Linked DNA regions of Rattus norvegicus: all the other regions are linked to region 1. The links are chromatin contacts, called in public Hi-C maps. All regions are on one chromosome and are shown on one strand. Each heading gives the region's core, a stretch centred on a gene start, on an enhancer-like site or on the middle of the called end of the contact. The rest is flanking DNA. Distances are from core to core; before and after follow the strand shown. Region 1 holds the start of Serbp1 (Serpine1 mRNA binding protein 1). Region 2 holds the start of Mad2l1 (mitotic arrest deficient 2 like 1). Region 3 has its middle 9.2 kb from the start of Gng12. Region 4 overlaps Gng12 (G protein subunit gamma 12).

Region 1 (5,172 bases), core at 1,199-3,698:
AGGTCCTGAGTTTAATTCCCAGCAACCACATGATGGCTCACAACCATCTATAATCAGGTCTGGTGCCCTCTTCTGCCCTGCAGGTGCATACATGCAGGCAGAAAGCTGTATGATGTATACATTATAAATAAATGTTTTTTTTTTTAAAATGGGCTTTATACTTTTTTTGCATTAACCAAAATCTAGATTTTTAAGTTTTTTAAAAATGCTCACTGTTCTCTCAAATGTTTATTCCTAACATTTACACAACAGGTAAATTTCTGAAAAAAGTATGTTAGTCTTATACATATCTAGGTAGCCAATTCTTTGTATAATCTATTTTCTTAGGACAAACAATGCTTGGTACATGTGAAAATCTGTTTGAGGAAATTAATGATCTGGCAATAAAAAAATGATTAGCAGAGGCCCTCTCCATCTCCTATACTGAGGTGTGGGAGAGTAACTTTACCTCATTGTTCTCCATTTTCTTCACTTTTCTCCCCCTCCACCCTTCCTCTGGGGACTGAACAACTTACCTCATATGTGCTAAGCTCTTACCACTGAGAGACATCCCAGTTGTCAGTTTCTTCATCTTAAAATGAGACTAATACTTAGTCACAGAGCCAGTGAAAATTGTGAGTTCATATGTAAAATGCATTATGCATATAGTAAAAATATTGTTGTAGCTCTTAACATTATTATTGTGGCAATGGTAAAAAAAAAGGTAGTTACTCTACTTGGTGAAGAGAATGGGTTTGTTAAAATATGATCTTATACATTGTTCTTGAGCTATTTTTAAAAGGTAGAAAGGGTATGGCTAAGAGCTGCTGGTTGGTCGTTGGGTAAGAGACACAGGCTGTGGGAGTGAAAGAGTGTGGATGTGGGGGAAATGAAGCAATGCAGAAATAAGCGATTTTGACGTTAAGGAGTAGAACATAAGAAAAGCAAGAGGCATGCTGCTGATGCGTGTAATATTCTTGTTTCCTCAAGGCATTAACTTAAATCTGCTCAGAAATTATTATCTTCAACCATGTTGTTTAAACCTGGTTAGTTATTGGAATTTCAGCACTTGTCTTAACTTCTATCAGGACAGAGATTGGCTTACAGAATTGATGTCAACAGTCTCATAATGCAGCTAGAAGATTGCCACTAACACTTAATGTTTAAGTGTGACTTGGTTAAGTCTTACCAGTTCTGACATGGTTTCATCACTGTGAAAAGGGGGTAGTTATTTATCTAAAATGACTGAGAATGAAATATTCCTAGCACCTTCTACCTGAGATATGTTTTCCATTACATCCTGTGTCGATGGAAAAGATTGAAAACTATAGTGTGTATTGGCACTGGATTGCCTTAATGGGATTTAAGGTTCCCAACTAACGACGGTATTAGCATGTCATTACTAAGTTTCCTCCCTTCACATAATATTCAATGTACTATAAAACATTTCCTCTCGACATTTGTGGGGCTCGAGACAGGATTTTTTTCTCACGTAATCCTTGCTGTCCTGGGACTTGTTCTGTAGACCTGGTTAGCCTTGAACTCAGATTCGCTTGCCTTTGCCTCCTAAGTGCTCGGATTAAAGGCATGCGCCATCACCTCCGGCTCTGGAGCACATTTTGCTAACACCGCAGCCCCTTCAGCTTTGGCTGACCAGATACCGACGGATCAATTAATCGCGTTGATTCTAGAAAGCGTTTCCAAACACTGTTTTAGAGACGTGCTGAGCGTCCAGTCAGGACTTAACAGCTCTTAAAGCATGGTCGCAATGACCGGAAAAGGCGCGTAACCCAGATAGTTCAACTCCTCTTTTGGATTCGTTCTGCCACGCAGATTCATGATCCGTGAGAGCAACCCTGGGAGTTCTGTTCCACATTAAATCGAATTGCCGTGATTCGTTACGAAGGGTGGAAGACAGCTCTAGAAACCCAATAGCCAGGGATGTGCAGTTGTGCGGTCGCAACCTACCCAAGGCTAGTGTGGCACCCCCCTCCCCCCGGAAGTTTTTGAGGCTCCAGTTACTAGGTCTGGGAGTCACCTTGACCCTCCCAGAAAGGTGGAGAAAGTCCTCGGCCAGAGACGGAGTGAGTGAAACCAAAGACAGAGAACACTTTCGTGAGCAGAAGACGCCTTCACGTTTTCCTGTTTTCAGAAGCACCTAAAGACCGAGAGTTTAAGGGTGACAAGAGCAGGTGGCAGAACTCCGCCCCGTACTCGCTTCCCCACCTTCAGCGAGCACGCTGCACTCTTTCCCTGAGATCCCGCCTCTCAGGCGCGCGCGAAGAGTTGTTGCGCGGTGCACGCTGGGAGTTGTGGTTCAGGAGTAGGCAGACACCTCAGGATAGTCGGCTGTGGCCTACACGCCCCATGGTGCTGTGCGGCGTAGGCCGCTCCCGGATGTGTGCCTGGCGCCGGAAGAGAAGGCGGCCCCCCTCTCTCGGCCCGGCCATCTTGTGGGAAGAGCTGAAGCAGGCGCTTTTGGCTCGGCGCGGTCCGCTGCAATCCGTGGAGGAACGCGCCGCCGAGCCACCATCATGCCTGGGCACCTACAGGAAGGCTTCGGCTGCGTGGTCACCAACCGATTCGACCAGCTATTTGACGACGAATCGGACCCTTTCGAGGTACTGAAGGCAGCAGAGAACAAGAAAAAAGAAGCCGGCGGGGGCGGCGTTGGGGGCCCCGGGGCCAAGAGCGCGGCTCAGGCCGCGGCCCAGACCAACTCCAACGCGGCAGGCAAACAGTTGCGGAAAGAGTCCCAGAAAGACCGCAAGAACCCGCTGCCCCCCAGCGTCGGCGTGGCTGACAAAAAGGAGGAGACGCAGCCGCCGGTGGCGCTTAAGAAAGAAGGTAAAGCCGGGCGAGGCGGTGGGGAACCCGGGCTGGCGGGCAGGACGGGGGCGTGCGCCGCTGCTTCCTCGTGCAGCTGGTGGAGCCGCGAAGCCCTCGGAGCCCCTCACGGTCCGGAGAGCGTGGCTGGTCTGCAGTCCACGCTGCTCGCAGGCTCGGCGGGAGCCTTCCCGCCTCGGGCTGACTGAGCGTGCTCTGGGAGGGCGGCCCGGGCGTTCCCGCCGATTCCTGCCGGGCGCTCGCCTCCTGGCTCAACGCGCCCGGGAGCTGCGCGGGCACTGCTTCCTGCCCGGCGTGCTCCTGGCTGCCGCTGCCTACTGTGGGCTCCTGCCCTGCCATCTTGTCCCACAATGGCGCGGACCCTCAAGGGAAGGCCTGGGAGCGGAGTTTCCACTTGGGCTGCGTCTGTGTTTGGGACACTGTTAAGAGTGGAAGGAGTTGCTGTTTGTGTCCCACGTGTGCGGTCTGTTGTGCCCTTGCGCTCCTGTGCTAGTACTTAGTATAACTTACGGGAGTGAATTAAAGTGTTGGAGAGGAGAATTTGGCCGCAGTCCTTTTAGAGGGAGTTCTGAATAAAGACTGGTCATTAGCAGAACCCATCTCATGTCTCCATCCCTTCTTCAAAATCCCTGGAGCCCCTAGGTCATAGGGCTTTGCCTGCTCTTGGCCTCGTGGGCGAAATGAGTGCCCAGCCTGTCACGTCCCGGCAGCAAAGCTCAGTCTGCAGCTTTACCTCCGCACGTGCGTAAAGCGTGGTCGGGTCTTCATTGGCTCTTCCAGGGCACTAGAAGTTTCATGGTTTTGATTTTATCATTCTTCTCCACTACTGGCTTATTGTGGGTGAAAAGGCAAAGCAGTTGGGGGCTAAGAAAGTGGAATATCAATAGCGAGTAGGCATAGAATAACCTGTGAATCTTTAAAACTGCTATTATGTTTAAGTGCCTCTTACTGCCACGTGCTCATGAAAGGAATTGTTTCTCATTAGCTTGGGTTAGCTTTTAGGTTTTTTGTGGGTGGTGGTGTCTTTTAGTAAAGGCTTAAAGTAAAACGTCCAGTACCTAGTAGATTTATAAAAGGGAAGAATTCTTCTGTTAGTAATAGATTTGGAAGCATAGATCACTTGGGCAGAAGTACTGAGCCGATTAAGCTCATTAAACTACATTACGTAGTTGAATAAGATTTAATTCCTGTGTTAGGGACACTGGTTGGTGTATTTTAAACTGCTAAAATTTACTTCCTTGATGACTGTAATTCACGAAAGTACAAGAATAAGTTGAGTAAATAAAACACTTAAGGTATATGAACTCATTAAAAATGTTCAAAGCATGAAATGTGATTTTAAATTCAATTTTCACCACGAAGCCAATTTATGATCTTGTCTGTAAACTAGCATTATAAGTCATCAATGTAGGGCATTTTTATTTATAGTCAGGATTATGTTTGTCACTTACTTCTTGAGAAGACTTTTTCACATTTGTAGTCAATATTTTTTTCTTAGTCTTCGGTGACTTGTATTGGGAATTGAACCTTGTCTGTGCTGGGGAAAATTTTGCATTCCACATCCCAAACCCTTAGATCACTCTTAAACCAGAGTTGCTTTTAAACAAACAAGGTCATATATACATAAGGGGGAATTTCGAATAAAAATGCCAGTCAGTGCTATGTATTGGGTGGTGGTTCGTAGGCTTGTAAACAAAGTGCCTACCTCTAAGAATGGAAACAATTGTTAACTTGTGGGTTCTGTGTCTCACAACAATGCTGAAATGTAATGTTTTTCTTACATAAGTTTTGAAGCTTTGTCTATTTGAAGAACTTGAGAATTGGCAAAATGTCATTAAGTGTAGATCAGGTTTTTGGGTTTAGCAAAATAACAAACAACTGGATATTAGTGCAGTTAAGAACTCAAGTATCTGGTAAGTACAATAAAAGGAACTTGCTTGCTTTTTTAAAAGTATTTTTCAGTAAATGAATTTATATTTTGTGTTGATAGTGGCAGAACCCAGCGTTTTGCAAACTAAGCGAAAGCAGCTCTCACTGAGCTACATACACTCCCAACCCCTTGATTAGTTTACTAAGTTTTTCTGATTGTGTAGGCCTCATAGTGAGTATTGGGTGGCAAAGCAAGCCATTGTTCCTTGGGTGTGTTTAGCTTGGTTATCATTACAAGGATTGAGCTGGTTCTATAGCTCCACCCCAATATACTATACGTCTGATGACATTTATGTAAATGTTTTGGTGTAAGGGCTACATTTAAGGCTTGCCTTGAGAATTTACAGAGGCTGAATTTTAAATGTTAACGAATTTCATCTTAACTGGACGACTATAATTAAGATATCTGAATATATC
Region 2 (5,172 bases), core at 1,733-4,232, 490 kb before region 1:
AGCCATGAGCCCAACATCAAGGAATTCTTAGGAAGGAGAATAGGACTTTAAGAGATTTACACTCTACAATTTAATCATTAAAAAGATGTAATATATGTGTATCCATTACACATAGTGAGGGAGCCCAAAGTAATCAGAACAGAAAACGACTGATTTAATTCTTGTTCTTCACACGAAATGAGAAGTACGCTATGTAAAATGAAACTCTGGTGTTAGAAGGTAGCTCAGTTGGTAGAGTGCTTGTAAGAAGTCCTGGCTGCGGGCTGGGGAGATGGCTCAGTGGTTAAGAGCCCTGACTGTTCTTCCAGAGGTCCTGAGTTCAAATCCCAGCAACCACATGGGGGCTCACAACCATCTGTAATGAAATCTGGTGCCCTCTTTTGGTGTGTCTGAAGACAGAGACAGTGTACTTACATATAATAAATAAATCTTTTTTAAAAAAAAAAAAAGTCCTGGTTGCAATTCCCAGCACTGAATAAATTTGGCAGGGTGATAAACACCTGTGATTCTAGCATTCCACTGGTGCAGCAAGAAGATAAGAAATACTGGCCATCTTTGGCTACATAAAAAACTTGGGGCCAGCATGGGATACATAAAAGCCTACTTTAAGAACAATACAAAAAAGAAACCAAGTAACACAAAGGTTTGTGACAAAAAAGAATTAATTTAAAAAATATACTTCAAATCCATATAATAAGATCCCTAGTATTTTCTATAAAAAACTACTTTAAAAAAATTGGCAGATGAAAATTGCACAAAAATATGATACATTATCTCCAGTTCTCTGAGAGTTTAAATAAACAGCTTAGTTTCAAGAACCTCATTTACATATATTTCTAATATGTGTGATGCACATACATTAAATACTAAAGAGAATGTAAATTCCGCGGTATATTATGATTCAGTATTTCATTCTGGGGTTCACTGCCCACACACAAATGCCTAGAGAACTATTAACTTAGTCTTTTTCCTTGACGCTAGGTGGCCCTGAAGCCTTCATTTGCATTGTTTTTCAAAGGTTTTATTGTATGGTTAAACACTGCCCTCTTCTGGTAACTTGAATTACTTGTATTACCTACACAAAATTCTTTATGGCTTATTACTGAAATTTTTTGACAAGTTATGTGCACTATTAGTTAATAAGTAAGTGCTCTTAGCCCAAATCAAGCAAATTTTTTCTCAAAAATAACCACAACAATAAGAAAGCTCACTGGCATTTTTTTCAAATAAATGTGCTATAAAAGGAGACTAAGCTAGGCAGTCTAAGTTCTCTGATAAATCTGCCACTAACTAGAAACTGGATCTTGAACTGACTCTGTAAGCACTCTAGACCTATTATAATATTGTTTGATTGAGTCTTCAGCCTCAAACTTTCTGTACTTCTAGACTTAGGGGGAAAAACACTTGTTTTTAATACCCTAGTATGAAATAGAAGCCTAATTATTCATCACATACTCTTTATATTTATTGTTTTATTAATAAAATATTGGCTTGTATTGCTTGAACTCTCTTTAGAAAAAAGGCTCAATTTCTATTCTTCCCTGTTCAAACATTCTTTCCCTAAACAATGCATAGCAAGAGTTTACAAAATTGTGAGGCAAAGTAAATTCGAGAAACTGAGTTTTCAAGTATTTTATAGTATTGCTTTTGATAAAAGGGGAGGGAGGTAATGTTAAACCAAGTGGCCAAAAGTTAATAGGTAAGACCATCGAAGATTCCAGATTTTTTTATGTTACTGTGATAAATTAGATTAAGTCCAAACACACTTGGGAAGAAAGAGCTTGGTACCTCAGTTTTATCTATGCCACCATTTCATTCTTCCTCGTATGTCACAATTTCTTTCTCTGATGTATCCCTTATACAACCTCCCTGGCATCTATTTAATTCAGGCTCTAAACTTCTTAAACCTGCACATTACAGTATTTCTAATAGTCAACTGGTTTCAAAATGCAGTCTGAGTACCAGCATTAGAAGCATTTAGGATACTTGGAAGATGTGCTATCTCCTGGACCCAATACACTGTACAATATAAAAACTGTCACATGAATCTCATGTATAATCTTATATGCTCAGGTATAGGCCTTAAATACTCAAAAAGAAACATATGACTAAAAGACTTAAAAGCAGGCTAATTGCAAAGAAAGGAAATCAAGAAGCCCTATCATTTAAATCTGATGTGAACTTATAAAATGTATGTAGTAATAGAAAACTAAAGACATTTCTAAATGATTATTACAGTGTGTGTCTGTGTGTTTGTGTATGTGCATGCGCGCGCGCGCGCGCGCGCGCGCGCGTGTGTGTGTGTGTGTGTGTGTGTGTGCATGTGCCTTGCCTCTCTCCTCCAGACATGTTGCAGACTTGGTGACAAGCATCTTTACTCACTAAGCTTCTGTTCGACCTAGTTCCCCTCATCTTATTTCTCCAGAAAAGTTGCATTTACACACACACACACACACACACACACACACACACACACACACACACACAAAACAAACAAAAAAAAAAATTAGGCTCTCCCAGACTTGAAACTATGCTCAAAGCTGAGCCTGTGCTTCAGGGATGCTCAGACCACGGGTGTGGCAGGTAGGTAACCCCACTACCATCTCAGATCCTCTTCTAGGCCACCTTATCAGAGGTCCCGCCCACTAAGGACCCTCCTGGGTACCAGGAACTGGAACCATACGCCCGAACCACTCTACGCCTGCGCATTCGGTCTGCCAGAGAGGGTGGAGCCAGGGCCGGATACAAGTCGCTTTGGGCGGGACTTAGGGTCAGCTCATCTGCGGTGCAACTGGGCTTACGGCGGAAGTAGCGTTATGGAGCGAAATGTTGAAAAGAGACCCGGTTCCCTAATGTGGGAGGGGCTTAGAAAAAACCGGAAGCATGAGGCGGGCTCAGGAAGGGATTCCGAGTTAAAAGACAGGGTTGGGGCCGGAAACTGGCGACGTAGGTGGGGTTTAAGGCTCGTTGCGCCTGCGCACAGAGCGACCGGCGGGATTCGTAGTTACTTTTGAACCGGGTGGCGGGGAATAGCTAGAGGAGCCATTAGGGCGCCATCTACGGAGGGGTTGACAGTGTTCTCCGTTCGATCTAGTGATGGCACAGCAGCTCGCCCGGGACCAAGGCATCACCCTGCGTGGGAGCGCAGAAATCGTCGCCGAGTTTTTTTGTGAGTGCTGAGCGCGGACCCTGCAGCCAAAGATAAGCTGCCTGGGCCGGGCCTTAGGACGTGTGCTAGAGCGGAACCACCGGATCCTCCCGGGGGCGGGGAACGCAGGCCTGTGCCTCCTGGAATGAAACGGGGCTGGCCTGGGGCATCATCTCACTCGCTCTTTGAAAGCTGGTGGTCTGCGTTGACATCTGAACCACATACTCTGTGTTTACATTTAGCGACCCGGTGAAATTCGACATTGCTGGGTTAAAGGTTTTCCGTGTTGTTTTGTCCCTACTCTGATTTCTGGAAGAGTTTAAAACGTTAATACATGTTTATGGCTTTATTTCTTTCGCTTTCAGCATTTGGCATCAACAGCATTTTGTATCAGCGTGGCATTTATCCGTCGGAAACCTTTACTCGAGTGCAGAAATATGGACTCACCTTGCTTGTAACTACTGACCCCGAGCTCATAAAGTATCTCAATAATGTGGTAGAGCAGCTAAAAGGTAATCACGTTTTGAGTTTTACACCTTACAAGTTTGCATTTGTAAGTGTCCCAAGTAGCTTAAAGCAACAGGCCTTCTCAAATGTGATTCTGAATTGGGAGAAAGCAAGTGATGGAGGGAATTTCCACCTCTTCTGTTTTTTAAGTAGGCTGAATGTCTTGATGTTAGGCATCTTAGAAAAGCTGCTTTAGAAATGGGTTTTATAGGTTAACCAGGTGCAACAAATTGGAAATTTTACCCAATTAAAATGATCTCATCTTTCTGTGTTTTGCTCTGTATCTCCCAATGTAATCTTACAAAATACCAATTCTAAAAGCATTGCAACTACCCTTTTTTCCCCTTTGAGTTTTATGTGTATGGGTGGTTGGTTTGTTTTAATTGTTTTCATTATAGTATTTGTTGCCTTTTTGTTAACTTCAGCATTAAAATGGCCTTTTGGTGACCACCTGAACATGGTTAACTTAACAACTCTCTTTAAGGCCGTTTTGTTTTGTTTTGCTTTTGAGATAGGTCTCTATAGCTCTGGCTGTCCTTGAACTTGCGATGTAGACCAGATTGAACTCAGAAAGATCAGCCTGGGTCTACCCCCTCCGAGTTCTGGGACTAAAAGGCATTTGCCACCGTGCCCAGCTTAAGGCCATACTTTTAAACATTCCTTGCAATTCGTATCCATAATAGAGTATCCATCAACACTTGTGCAAGTTGGGTATGAATTCACAGGCAAAAGAGGTAGGGTTTTTAAGCATAAGATCTGCTTTGAATTCTGGTGTCTGGATCGATCCTCTTTTAATCCCCTTCAGTTCACTTACTACCAAGGATGATAGTTTAAAAACACAAGGCTAATTGGTCATGCTGCTTAAAACACAGTTGTGGCTTTCCTAATTCTTAAAAGTATAGTTTCATTAATTTAACACTTAAGATTTTGTGTAGCATCTTGATTTTTCATAATTCTGTAATTAATTGACTTTATTAAAAAGCATGTACTTTGCAATAGTCTGCATACATATACATACATACATAGATACATATGCACGCCCTTGCCATTTAAAGCCTGTATTTGCCTCTCCTTTGTACATTTAATGTAAAAACAAATCCTTCCCTCACCTACCAGAGTAGTGAGATTTTTCTTGTGCTCTTATACTATCGCTCTGTTCTGACCAGCCACCACAGATGTGACTGGCAGTGGTTAGATTAAAGCCTATGTCCTATGTTCTTTCTGTGAATCGCAGTGAAGTACAAGTTCACGGCTCCGTGATGCACTGGCTTCCACCTACTAGTAATGTGGAGAATTTAAAACTTGATTAAATTGTTAGTGAAGAATTTTCTTCCTTGTGTATGAAAGGAAGGCAAAATACCACTGTGAGGATTTTGTAGGCGGGAAAGTGGGTCTTGAGCAGAGCGTCTCTGCCATAGGTTAGAGAGTAAGAGCTGCCTTGTGTGAGTCTCTGCCATAGCTTAGAGAGTAAGAGCTGCCTTGTGGGAGTGTCTGCCATAGCTTAGAGAGTAAGAGCT
Region 3 (5,172 bases), core at 740-3,239, 380 kb before region 1:
ACTTTTTTCTTTCTTTCTTTCTTTCTTTCTTTCTTTCTTTCTTTCTTTCTTTCTTTCTTTCTTTTTTTTCTTTTTTAGTATAGAATAGAGTTTATTCATGGCATGGGGAGGGGAACTGAGAGATAGTAGAGGCAGAGAAAGGGGAGGAGTAGAAGCCAGCTATGAGCACATGGAGAGGGAGGGGGAGGGGAATGGGGGGAGAAGGGGAAGGACCAAGAGGACAGAGCAGGAGCAAGAAGGCAAGAGAGCAAGAGCAAGAACATTTTTCTTAAACTAACCAGTGAGCTTCTGTCTATCTCTTTGACCCAGCCTAATTTTGTGTGTCGTTGACCTGTTAAGAAGATGTGTATGAGACAGCAGTGATGTATTTAGTCCTCCCTATCCTAAGGTCCATGAAGCAAGGAGTGTAAAGACAGTGTAGGGGAGGCTGAGCCTGTCTGAGAAGGGCTTGGAGGAGTCAGGATTGACTTCACGGGTAAGACAGAGGCAGTGTGATAGAAGATGGCAACAGTGCATGTCTTATGTCAAGCCAGTGGCTGAAGCCTAACTGTAATACTCCAGCTATGTGTGACTTCCTCCCAAAGTCTGAGACCTTTCATTTGTGACCCAAGGCTAGTAGCATCTGCCTCTCTCAAGATTGTCCTGAGGCATGTGTGTGAGTGTGTGTGTGTGTGTGTGTGTGTGTGTGTGTGTGTGTGTGTGTATGCATGCATGAGAGAGAGAGAGAAGAAAAGTTCCTGACTTCAGAGTTAATAAATGATTCATTGTGACTATACTGTCTTTAATCTGGGCACATTAATATTTTTTCTTGTCTGTTTACTGTGACAAGCTAGCCAACCATTATACTAATGATTATGTTGGACTGGGTAGTTTTGCCTGTATGTTTTGTCTTCTGGATATGTTGTGTCTCTTTAATCAGTGACATTTTTTCATTCATAGTGATAGACATGTTAGTATATACAAGTCTGTGTCTGAGATGTATTGAATTAAATAACTGATATTTTGATAGTTTTCAGAAACTTCAGGAAGAATCAGGTCAAAACATTAATTTCTACCTTACAAACAGGGAAGCTGAGGCACTTCTAGATAGCTTTTGATATTTGCCCAGAGTCATATAAGCTGGCAAGAGAAATGGCAAAGATAGGATTAGAACCCCGTGCCCCTTGTTTTCCTTTTCTTTCAAACTCAACCCCAAGAACTGGGAGCTTTGCAGGTGCTGGCCTCATGCTCAGCCCCTCTGTCACCTGGCTTTACTGGGCCTGGGATGGTTGAGTGAGCAAGAGCCTGGGCTAAGGGAGAGCCTTGGAGAACAGCCTCCCTACCAGCTCCCTCCCACTGCCCTGAAGGTGTTTATGAGTGTGGAGGTCCACCTGGAAACTGAGGGAGAGAGAGGCTGGGAGGAGAACCAGCTATAGCTGCCTAAGAAGAGTGGGGGAAGAGGGAAGAGGCAGGTCCCTGAGAGTAAATTAATTGTAACTAACTAGGGTCAAGGAGGAGGAGCTAGGTGGTGCTCAGGGGGTGGCAAGCCTTGTCGAGAAGTCCAAAGGGCAGTGGAGTCTGCCGCAGACTGCTCCTTGGTACACAAGCCTTCTACCCTCGGAGCATTCCCTTTTCCCTTCTGCTGGGAAGCGTGTGCTGTTCTTACTCACTCGGCTGTGTTGTAATCTTTATTGTGTAGGCAGGCGGAGGGGAGCGCTGAACACACAGGAAGGCTCTGACCTTAACCCTCCTCACTCGAAAAAGTTGAAGAGTTTTTGACATTTTGTTCCTTGAAGTATGCTGTTTTGTTAGAGGGGAAACAGTGCTCAGAGGGAGTAGGATCCAACAGCTTTCCTGAAGCAGAAGTTCCCAGGGTGTGGGCCACACGCTTGTCAGTGTGGCGGCATCAACTGGGAGTGACTGAAAAATCAGGACACCCAACCACACCCAGACCTGTGGAGTCAGCCCTTCTGGGTGTGTTCCAAAGGCAGTGCCCCTGTGGAGCTCAAGCAAGGTTCAGTGTAAGAACCTTGTAGGGTAGCCAGATGGAGTCTATGACAGGGCAGAATCAGTCCCCGACTGCTCAAGAGTCAGGAATTCCATTTGGTTTTCTCATCTACACATGAGGTCTAAGAGAAGCCTTTGAGCTCAGATCCGTGCAAACCCCTTCCTTGAAATTTGTTGGCCTTGTGTAATCCACCCATTAAAGGGGACAGGGTCAAACCAGAAGCTTCCACATTTAAATTGTTATTGCATCCTGTCGTATAAAAACAAAACAGAATGCCCTCAGAGGAACACTGTCTCTGTTCCCTTTTCCACACAGTAATACATACCACAGTTCTGCACAAGTGAGGCCCACAGGTTCAGAGTGCCATCCACTGAGGCTGTGAGGCATGTCGGGAAGTGTTTTTCCAGAGAAGACAGGGTATTAAGATTCTGGGACATTGAGGATTAACTCTGGACCACCTTGCTATAACATGGAGCCTAGGCGCAAATTGTTCTTTGAAGGCCATGTGGACCTCCAGTTTTTATGAGAAATTGTTTTCATACTTAACATGAATTTCATGTCCAGCATATTTAATTTATCTGTGATTTTTTAGGAAAGGCATGTGGCCTTTTCAAGTTCACATGAAATCTGCAATTCTAGGCTCAAGGCCAAACAGGTTTCGTTTCTTTTCTCTTTCTTCTTTATTTCTTTTTTCTTTTTTCTTTCTTTCTTTCTTTCTCTCTTTCTTTCTTCCTCTTTCTTTCTTTTTTTGAAACAATGGTTTGCTTGTCTTGAATTTCTGATCCATATGTGTTTCTATCTCTCTCTGGAGAGCAAGAATGTTCCAAAAGAACCTGAAAATAGGTATCCCTTAAGAAATTTATGCTCACAAACCTGTTAAATATTAAAAATGAAATCTCAAGGATACAACTTGTTTTTCAAATTTTTATGACGTTTCATTATTAGAAGCTGTGTTATTTATTTTATCTGTCCTCCCAATCTCCCTCTCTTCCTTCTTTGTTTTTATTCCTTTGTTTTTGCTTTGGGAGGTTTGGGGGGGTTGTTTTGTTTTGTTGTTGTTGTTTTGTTTTGGTTTTGGCGACTCTGTCTCTGTAGCCCAGGCTAGCCTGGAACTAACCGATTTTGTAGTCCAGGCTGGTATTAAACTCTTGATTTTCTTGACTTGGCCTTTCCAATCCAAGGATTCTAAGAATGAGACCCTATACCCATCCATGTGCCTACACTTGACCAGGTATTGCAACCTTCTGAAGAAAGTGTAAATAACGTTACAAAGAGAAAACTACAGCCCTGGCTTGTCCGAGGATACACACTCAGTTCATGGCCAGCAGCCTAGCTCGGGCTTTCTGTGATGGTGTTTGTTATTGTTGATGGTGATTGTTGGTTGCTTTTCTTTTTTTGTACCGTTGAAAGACTCTGTCTTCTACTTATCACAAGATTGTCCTCAGAAGTTGATAAGACACAAAAGTATTTTAAGCATTCTAAAGCCTGAGGCTCAGCAGACTCAGCGTCTACAATGTAAAGTCCAGGGAAAGAGATGGCAGGTCGAGCGTCCTGAGAGCCTAGCAGCCCGGCAGAAACAACTTCATGGACTGGAGTTGCCAGGACCCACTCAGTCTCTGTTCCCTGTAAGGGATCCTTGCTAAGAATCCAGCTGTGGTTGAAGTTTTGTTGAGGTTAGTGTGTCCTTAGTTGATTGCTACAGTGAAGTCAAAGGTTTGTTCTGTTTTGGATTTTGTTTGTTTTGGGTTTTTTCTTTGTTGTTATTGTTGTTGTTATTTTACCTGACAATAATGCCAAGGGGATTTAAGAGTAAATGTTAGGAAAGTGGTAGAAATTAAAAGATTGGTGTTCTCTAGAACTCAGCAGGAAAGATTCAAAGATGGCAGTCTGGAAGGGTGTTGGGACAAGCCTGGAAGCTGTTTGCAAAGCAAGCACAATTCTTTTTTTTTTTTTCTCTTTGTTTCATGTCCCTGAAATGTTCTGTAATGATTTTTAAAATATCTATAATCACTGTGAAAAAGGGCTTCGCAGTTTGGCACTGCAGAATCCTGATACATAGGATATAAACCTCATCCCTGCCACTTTCCGCTTGTGTGACCTTGAAGAAGTTACTCAACCTGTCCATGTCTAAGTGTCCTCTGCTGCAAAACAGAAATGACTTACTGTGAGGTGTGAGGTAATTACCAACATGTTTATGACTGCATTTGGCACTTCCTATTGCCATTTTAATTAACTAAAGCCTAATTAATATAATTGCTGGAGCCAGGAGAGAATAACGGGGTGGGAGGGTGAGGGGTGATGCTAAAATTGCCAGTCCAGCCTTCTGTGAATTCTCCCAGGATAAACAATTCCCTTTAGCGCAGTGATTTGAGGTTTTTGTTTTCACTGGCATGGAACATTGCTTTTGAATTTCCCCAGTAGAGTATAGTGAGATCGCCAAACCACTTTAACCCATGCTGGCTTAGAACTCACTGTGTTGGCCAGCTAACCTCAAAATCATGGCAGTCCTCCCAAGTCAGCTTCCCAAGTCTTGGGATCAGTGGTATAAGCCACTCTTTACCTCTTTTTTTTTTTTTTTTTTTTTTTTTTTTTATTAACTTGAGTATTTCTTATATACATTTCGAGTGTTATTCCCTTTCCCGGTTTCCGGGCAAACATCCCCCTCCCCCCTCCCCTTCCTTATGGGTGTCTCCCTCCCAACCCTCCCCCCATTGCCGCCCTCCCCCCATAGATTAGTTCACTGGGGGTTCAGTCTTAGCAGAACCCAGGGCTTCCCCTTCCATTGGTGCTCTTACTAGGATATTCATTGCTACCTATGGGGTCAGAGTCCAGGGTCAGTCCATGTATAGTCTTTAGGTAGTGGCTTAGTCCCTGGAAGCTCTGGTTGCTTGGCATTGTTGTACTTTTGGGGTCTCGAGCCCCTTCAAGCTCTTCCAGTTCTTTCTCTGATTCCTTCAATAGGGGACCTATTCTCAGTTCAGTGGTTTGCTGCTGGCATTCGCCTCTGTATTTGCTGTATTCTGGCTGTGTCTCTCAGGAGCGATCTACATCCGGCTCCTGTCGGTCTGCACTTCTTTGCTTCATCCATCTTGTCTAATTGGGTGGCTGTATATGTATGGGCCACATGTGGGGCAGGCTCTGAATGGGTGTTCCTTCAGTCTCTGTTTTAATCTTTGCCTCTCCCT
Region 4 (5,172 bases), core at 1,579-4,078, 310 kb before region 1:
ACACTGGCCATTATTCATCTTCCCAGTGTGCAGGTAAAATCAGGCTCTTTTTCTTGTAATCAAGAGCTCATAGGCATGGGAACTAAAGGAAGAGATTGGGAGGCCAGGTGAGAGCTATATGTTTTCCTTTCTATCTGCAACAAGATTGCCTGTTCTCTCAAAATGACACACTTAGAAAAGCCAAGTTTTTATGGAAGAAAGAGCTATGTCCTTCCTGAACTGTACTGCCCAGGCCCTGTCTGGCTATCTGAGGTAGCTGAGGCAGGTCAAAACCTGTCTGAGGTTTTTATACCCCCTGAAAACCTCTGGTCCAGAGAATTGTTAAGAAGTACAGACTACTCCTACAGTCTGTTTGGTTTCAGAGACTACAAGGTCTGGCCACTTGATGAGGCCTGGGAACAGAGCAAAAGAGGCATGGCCATTTGAGCGGCGTCATACAGGAGTCTGTGGCTGTGCTGGGAGCAGATCCATCCCCATGCTCACAGAGCTATGGGAAAGGCTGGCTAAAGAGGAAGGAAGGCCTCAAGTCACACATGTATATACACAAGGTATAGCAGGAGCCACACCTTGCCCCTTTAAAAGTATCAGCCTTCCTTCATTCCAACAGGCGTTTTTCAGACAAAAAAAGAAAATTTTAAATTACTACATTCTACCATGTTGCCCCTAACTCACTTGCCCTTGTTTTCCACCAGAAAACCGGAACTATCCAAAGCCATCACCTTTATGCAACAGCCAGGCATTGAGGCCTTCCATCTTTTGTTGTCAACCTGTCTCAGCTTAAAAAGCCCCTGTTCCTCTATTGTGAATGACTGTGGCAACTCCTATCTGCCCCACAACAGATTTGCATCTCTCCACAGTTCAGGCTTGTCACTTACATTCCTCATGCAGCCATGATGGGCTTCTTGTCAAGTACAGACTCTTTAGTATTTGTTTGCCCTCTTTGGAAGAACTGTCCTTTTATGTTCTTGTGCAATACAGATCATCCTCTGGGAAGTTTCCTCTGTACATTTCTAACCTATGACCCATACTATGTCCTCTGTCTTCTTAAAAAGCATTTGTCACACTGGTGTGTGTGGGGGGGGGTGTATGTAAATGCAACTTTTCTGGAGAAATAAGATGAGGGGAACTAGGTCGAACAGAAGCTTAGTGAGTAAAGATGCTTGTCACCAAGTCTCCAACATGTCTGGAGGAGAGAGGCGAGGCACATGCACACACACACACACACACACACACACACACACACACACAGGCACGCACACAGGCACGCATGCACATACACAAACACACAGACACACTGTAATAATCATTTAGAAATGTCTTTAGTTTTCTATTACTACATACATTTTATAAGTTCACATCAGATTTAAATGATAGGGCGTCTTGATTTCCTTTCTTTGCAATTAGCCTGCTTTTAAGTCTTTTAGTCATATGTTTCTTTTTGAGTATTTAAGGCCTATACCTGAGCATATAAGATTATACATGAGATTCATGTGACAGTTTTTATATTGTACAGTGTATTGGGTCCAGGAGATAGCACATCTTCCAAGTATCCTAAATGCTTCTAATGCTGGTACTCAGACTGCATTTTGAAACCAGTTGACTATTAGAAATACTGTAATGTGCAGGTTTAAGAAGTTTAGAGCCTGAATTAAATAGATGCCAGGGAGGTTGTATAAGGGATACATCAGAGAAAGAAATTGTGACATATGAGGAAGAATGAAATGGTGGCATAGATAAAACTGAGGTACCAAGCTCTTTCTTCCCAAATGTGGTTGGACTTAATCTAATTTATCACAGTAACATAAAAAAATCTGGAATCTTTGATGGTCGATTTCTTACTTATTAACTTTTGGCCACTTGGTTTAACATTACCCCCCTCCCCTTTTATCAAAAGCAATACTATAAAATACTTGAAAACTCGGTTTCTCGAATTTACTTTGCCTCACAATTTTGTAAACTCTTGCTATGCATTGTTTAGGGAAAGAATGTTTGAACAGGGAGGAATAGAAATTGAGCCTTTCTTCTAAAGAGAGTTCAAGCAATACAAGCCAATATTTTATTAATAAAACAATACATATAAAGAGTATGTGATGAATAATTAGGCTTCTACTTCATACTAGGGTATTAAAAACGTGCATGCGTGAGAGAGAGAGAGAGAGAGAGAGAGAGAGAGAGAGAGAGAGAGAGAGAGAATGAATGAGTGAGATTGTGAGTGAGTGTGTATCCACAAGGGCCAGAAGTGACAGGCAGCTGCGAGCCACCTGATATGGATACAGACTGGGACCAGACCTCCAGTCTTCTAGAGGAGCAGCAAACAGTCTTATCTCTGAACCATCCCTGCAGCCCTATCTCCACACTGTTTTGACGTTGCTTCCCATTGTCCTCAGCCCTCAGCCTTTTTTTTTTTTTTTTTTTTTTTTTGGTTCTTTTTTTCGGAGCTGGGGACCGAACCCAGGGCCTTGCGCTTCCTAGGTAAGCACTCTACCACTGAGCTAAATCCCCAGCCCAGCCCTCAGCCTTTTAAGGCCATTGAGGTCAGTGCGTTTGTCTGGTCAGTGGTCACGGTACCAGAGCGTGACACAAGCAAGACGAGCAGGCAGTACACATCCAATTTCTGCTTCATTGTAGATACCCAGCTCTTCTTGTTTCTATTAAAAGCTGCATCATCGCAGTATAGAGCCTCTCCTGTAAACAAACAGAAACTTTTTCCTAGTAAAGGCCTAAGACCAGGATATGTTTAGCACAGTTAGTTGAAGACTGCTATTCATTGTTAAAGTCCTAGAACATTATAAAATTCCTAAGTGCTCTTGACTCATCAGAGGCAAATTGGATTATTCATTTAGCAAACATTCTGAGTGCACACTGCACAATAATGTGCTCAGTGTGATGGAGTATGTCAGAGTAGGCTGACAGGTTTTACTCCTAGGATGGATCATGGGGCCTTTATATTTTCATCCTGTATTGAACATTAGCAAATAAAGTCAGCCTGAAAAGGCTGATCTTCGGAGTAAAGTCACATTTACTATAAAGCCGAACGACGTGGGTAGCTCCTCACTCAGATTCAGGGTAAGATAGAACACCAGCCTTGGGAGGGATGAAAATATGTCCAGTGCAAACCTGCCCTTGTGTGCCCACAGTCTAAAGGAAGCAGGAAGGTTTTTACTCAGAAACCTCAAGACAAACAAGATTTGAAAAATAACTACTGAGCTGTGTAGTGGCTCCCAGGCCAGCAGGAGAGAGAGAGAGAGAGTAAGTGTGTGTGTTTATTCGGGCTCTAGTATACTGACACACCAGAACAAGATAAAATCAAGACTTTCTCCTGTTACTCTATCCTTGAAGCACCAGACATTTCTTCTTCTGCTTCACAGGAAGGCTGCAACCTCTCAGACCAGTGCCAACATAGAATAAAGAACTGCTTGTTGATGTACCTCTCCTTTAAGATGAAGCTTCCTCTTGAAGCCCACTAGTCAACTTCCCCTCGTGTTTCCCTGGAGAGAATCAGGACACATGACTTTCCTATACTTATCTCCGACACTTACGTGATCTACCCCAATCTAGACTTATCGTAGCCAAATGAAGAGGAAACTTACAAGGGTAGCAGATGGGGGATGGGGGAGGGAGCTCACAATCAAGATTACTCGAGGTCACACCACCATAAACATCCAAAGAATCGGTAGACACTATGCATGGCTCAGAGGAAAAGTGGGCCATTGACCTTGTTCCTGGGAAAGAACCCCAAGGAGCATGTGGCCTGTTTCTCTGCAGGAAGTACAGATGGAATGGTCAGTGAGGACTTCTGGAGGAAGTGATTTCTAAATTGTGGAAACGTGGGGAGAAACATTTTCCTTTCGGAAAGATCACTCTAGTGGCAAGAAATAAACAAGAGAGGACTGCAGGAAAGATATAGAGAGGAGACCCTGGAGGTAGCCGCGGGATGCAGTGGCGTGGGTGGGCTAGGACTAGGCATCTGCCCACACATCAGTGCTACTCCCTAAGCTGGAGACCATAACAATAGGTTGAGTTCTGCAGTTGGGATAAAATGGTGAACAAAGGTGCAGCCAGTGCTCTCTCTGTGGGAGACTGTTGAGTGGGTGGTCAGGAACCAAGGGAATCAGGGACAGACACATAAGGCCCTGGGGTTGTGCTAAGCGGCCACACACCATCCTCTTAAGAATGTGAACAGAGACAATGGTGAAGAGAGGTGGAGTGAGGAGATACTGAGAGCAGGCAAGCAGATCATACCTCTCCAGGTCCAGGCAGGGACAGCAAGGTGTGTACAATGGCAAAGTAAGCTGCACAGAGGAGATAGAGCACAAGAAATCTCATCAAAGTGATTGCACTTGGCCTGAGCATAGCAGACCTGCATCTTGGCAGTGTGCGTACAGACACTGTCACTTAGTGCTGGCCAATTGTCCATAAGTGCAGGCATTCTCGCACTAACAAGCATTGCAACAGCCCAGGTAGGAACAGTTCAAGGGAGTAGGGGCGTTTCTAAATGTGGCACTCCTTGTCCCTTGTCTCAGGCCAGTGCTTTGTTTACTAGAGATCTGCAGAGAGCCTTCACTCATCGCTGACCAAGCATTTCCTGAAGTACAGTCTAGTACAAGAGACAAGGAAAAGCAGAAATACAGCTGCAGAGCACGAAGACACAAACCCCCAGGGCTGCTGTGGCTCTGGCCTCTGATCTAGCTGGCCTGCCATTACTACTGTTGATGTAATAACTGGTGGCACTAGATCATCTGCTCACTGTAGACATGAATCAGAGCTACTAAACAACAAGAGCTTCCTACTGATGACAAATGAAGAAGGTGTGGATCTTGCCTTCCGGGAAGGAAGGCCACAGGGACAGAGCTCTGTAGGTCAGTGAAGCAAGTGCTAAAACTGCAAGGGGCAGAGAGGCTTTGGGCTCCACCCCCCACTTCTCAGGGAATGCTGCTGGAATCTGTGATGGACATCTGATTCCAGCTCCCTTTGTCTCTCTGGGATCCTTCTAAGGTCATAGGGGTGGATGATGTCATTTGGTTTCTAGCACGTAGTATCTAGCACGTAGTGAGTTTCTGGAAATGATGGCAGATAGCTCTCATTGTAGCCTAAACAAGTAGAGGGGTTTTGTGGGTTTACTGGGAAAATGGTGCTTCAGGCACTTGTCAGCCATGAAAGTATTTAGATATG

Evidence for each region. A called contact is a pair of places that touch in the nucleus more often than the background predicts.
Region 2: a contact with region 1 is called in a Hi-C map of liver, with 4 times the contacts expected there. The contact joins the promoter of Mad2l1 here to the promoter of Serbp1 in region 1. A contact is called at or near these places in 3 of 12 Hi-C or Micro-C datasets (Schwann cells, liver and mammary epithelial cells).
Region 3: a Hi-C map of mammary epithelial cells shows a contact between it and region 1, with 1.9 times the contacts expected there. The contact joins the enhancer-like site here to the promoter of Serbp1 in region 1. A contact is called at or near these places in 2 of 12 Hi-C or Micro-C datasets (liver and mammary epithelial cells) and 1 of 1 datasets of contacts at active chromatin or transcription factors (oligodendrocytes).
Region 4: a Hi-C map of the A7r5 cell line shows a contact between it and region 1, with 2.2 times the contacts expected there. The contact joins the enhancer-like site here to the promoter of Serbp1 in region 1. A contact is called at or near these places in 3 of 12 Hi-C or Micro-C datasets (the A7r5 cell line, Schwann cells and mammary epithelial cells).

The regions. Positions count from the first base shown.
Region 1 is chr4:97,728,887-97,734,058 of GRCr8, forward strand. Serbp1 (Serpine1 mRNA binding protein 1) reads left to right here and starts at 2,449. Exons shown (of 8, transcript NM_145086.1): 1 at 2,449-2,826. The coding sequence starts at 2,514.
Region 2 is chr4:97,233,527-97,238,698 of GRCr8, forward strand. Mad2l1 (mitotic arrest deficient 2 like 1) reads left to right here and starts at 2,983. Exons shown (of 6, transcript NM_001106594.1): 1 at 2,983-3,169; 2 at 3,514-3,660. The coding sequence starts at 3,097.
Region 3 is chr4:97,354,217-97,359,388 of GRCr8, forward strand. It overlaps a transcript of Gng12 not described here. Among named protein-coding and RNA genes, the nearest start is that of Gng12, 9.2 kb to the right of the region's middle. Within about 2 kb of position 1,990, at least 28 of the 93 cell types and tissues checked have an H3K27ac peak or open chromatin away from gene starts, as enhancers often do. A contact at or near this core is called in liver, where this site is marked.
Region 4 is chr4:97,415,078-97,420,249 of GRCr8, forward strand. All of the region lies in intron 2 of Gng12 (G protein subunit gamma 12), which reads left to right. Among named protein-coding and RNA genes, the nearest start is that of Gng12, 52 kb to the left of the region's middle. Within about 2 kb of position 2,829, at least 4 of the 93 cell types and tissues checked have an H3K27ac peak or open chromatin away from gene starts, as enhancers often do. A contact at or near this core is called in the A7r5 cell line, where this site is marked.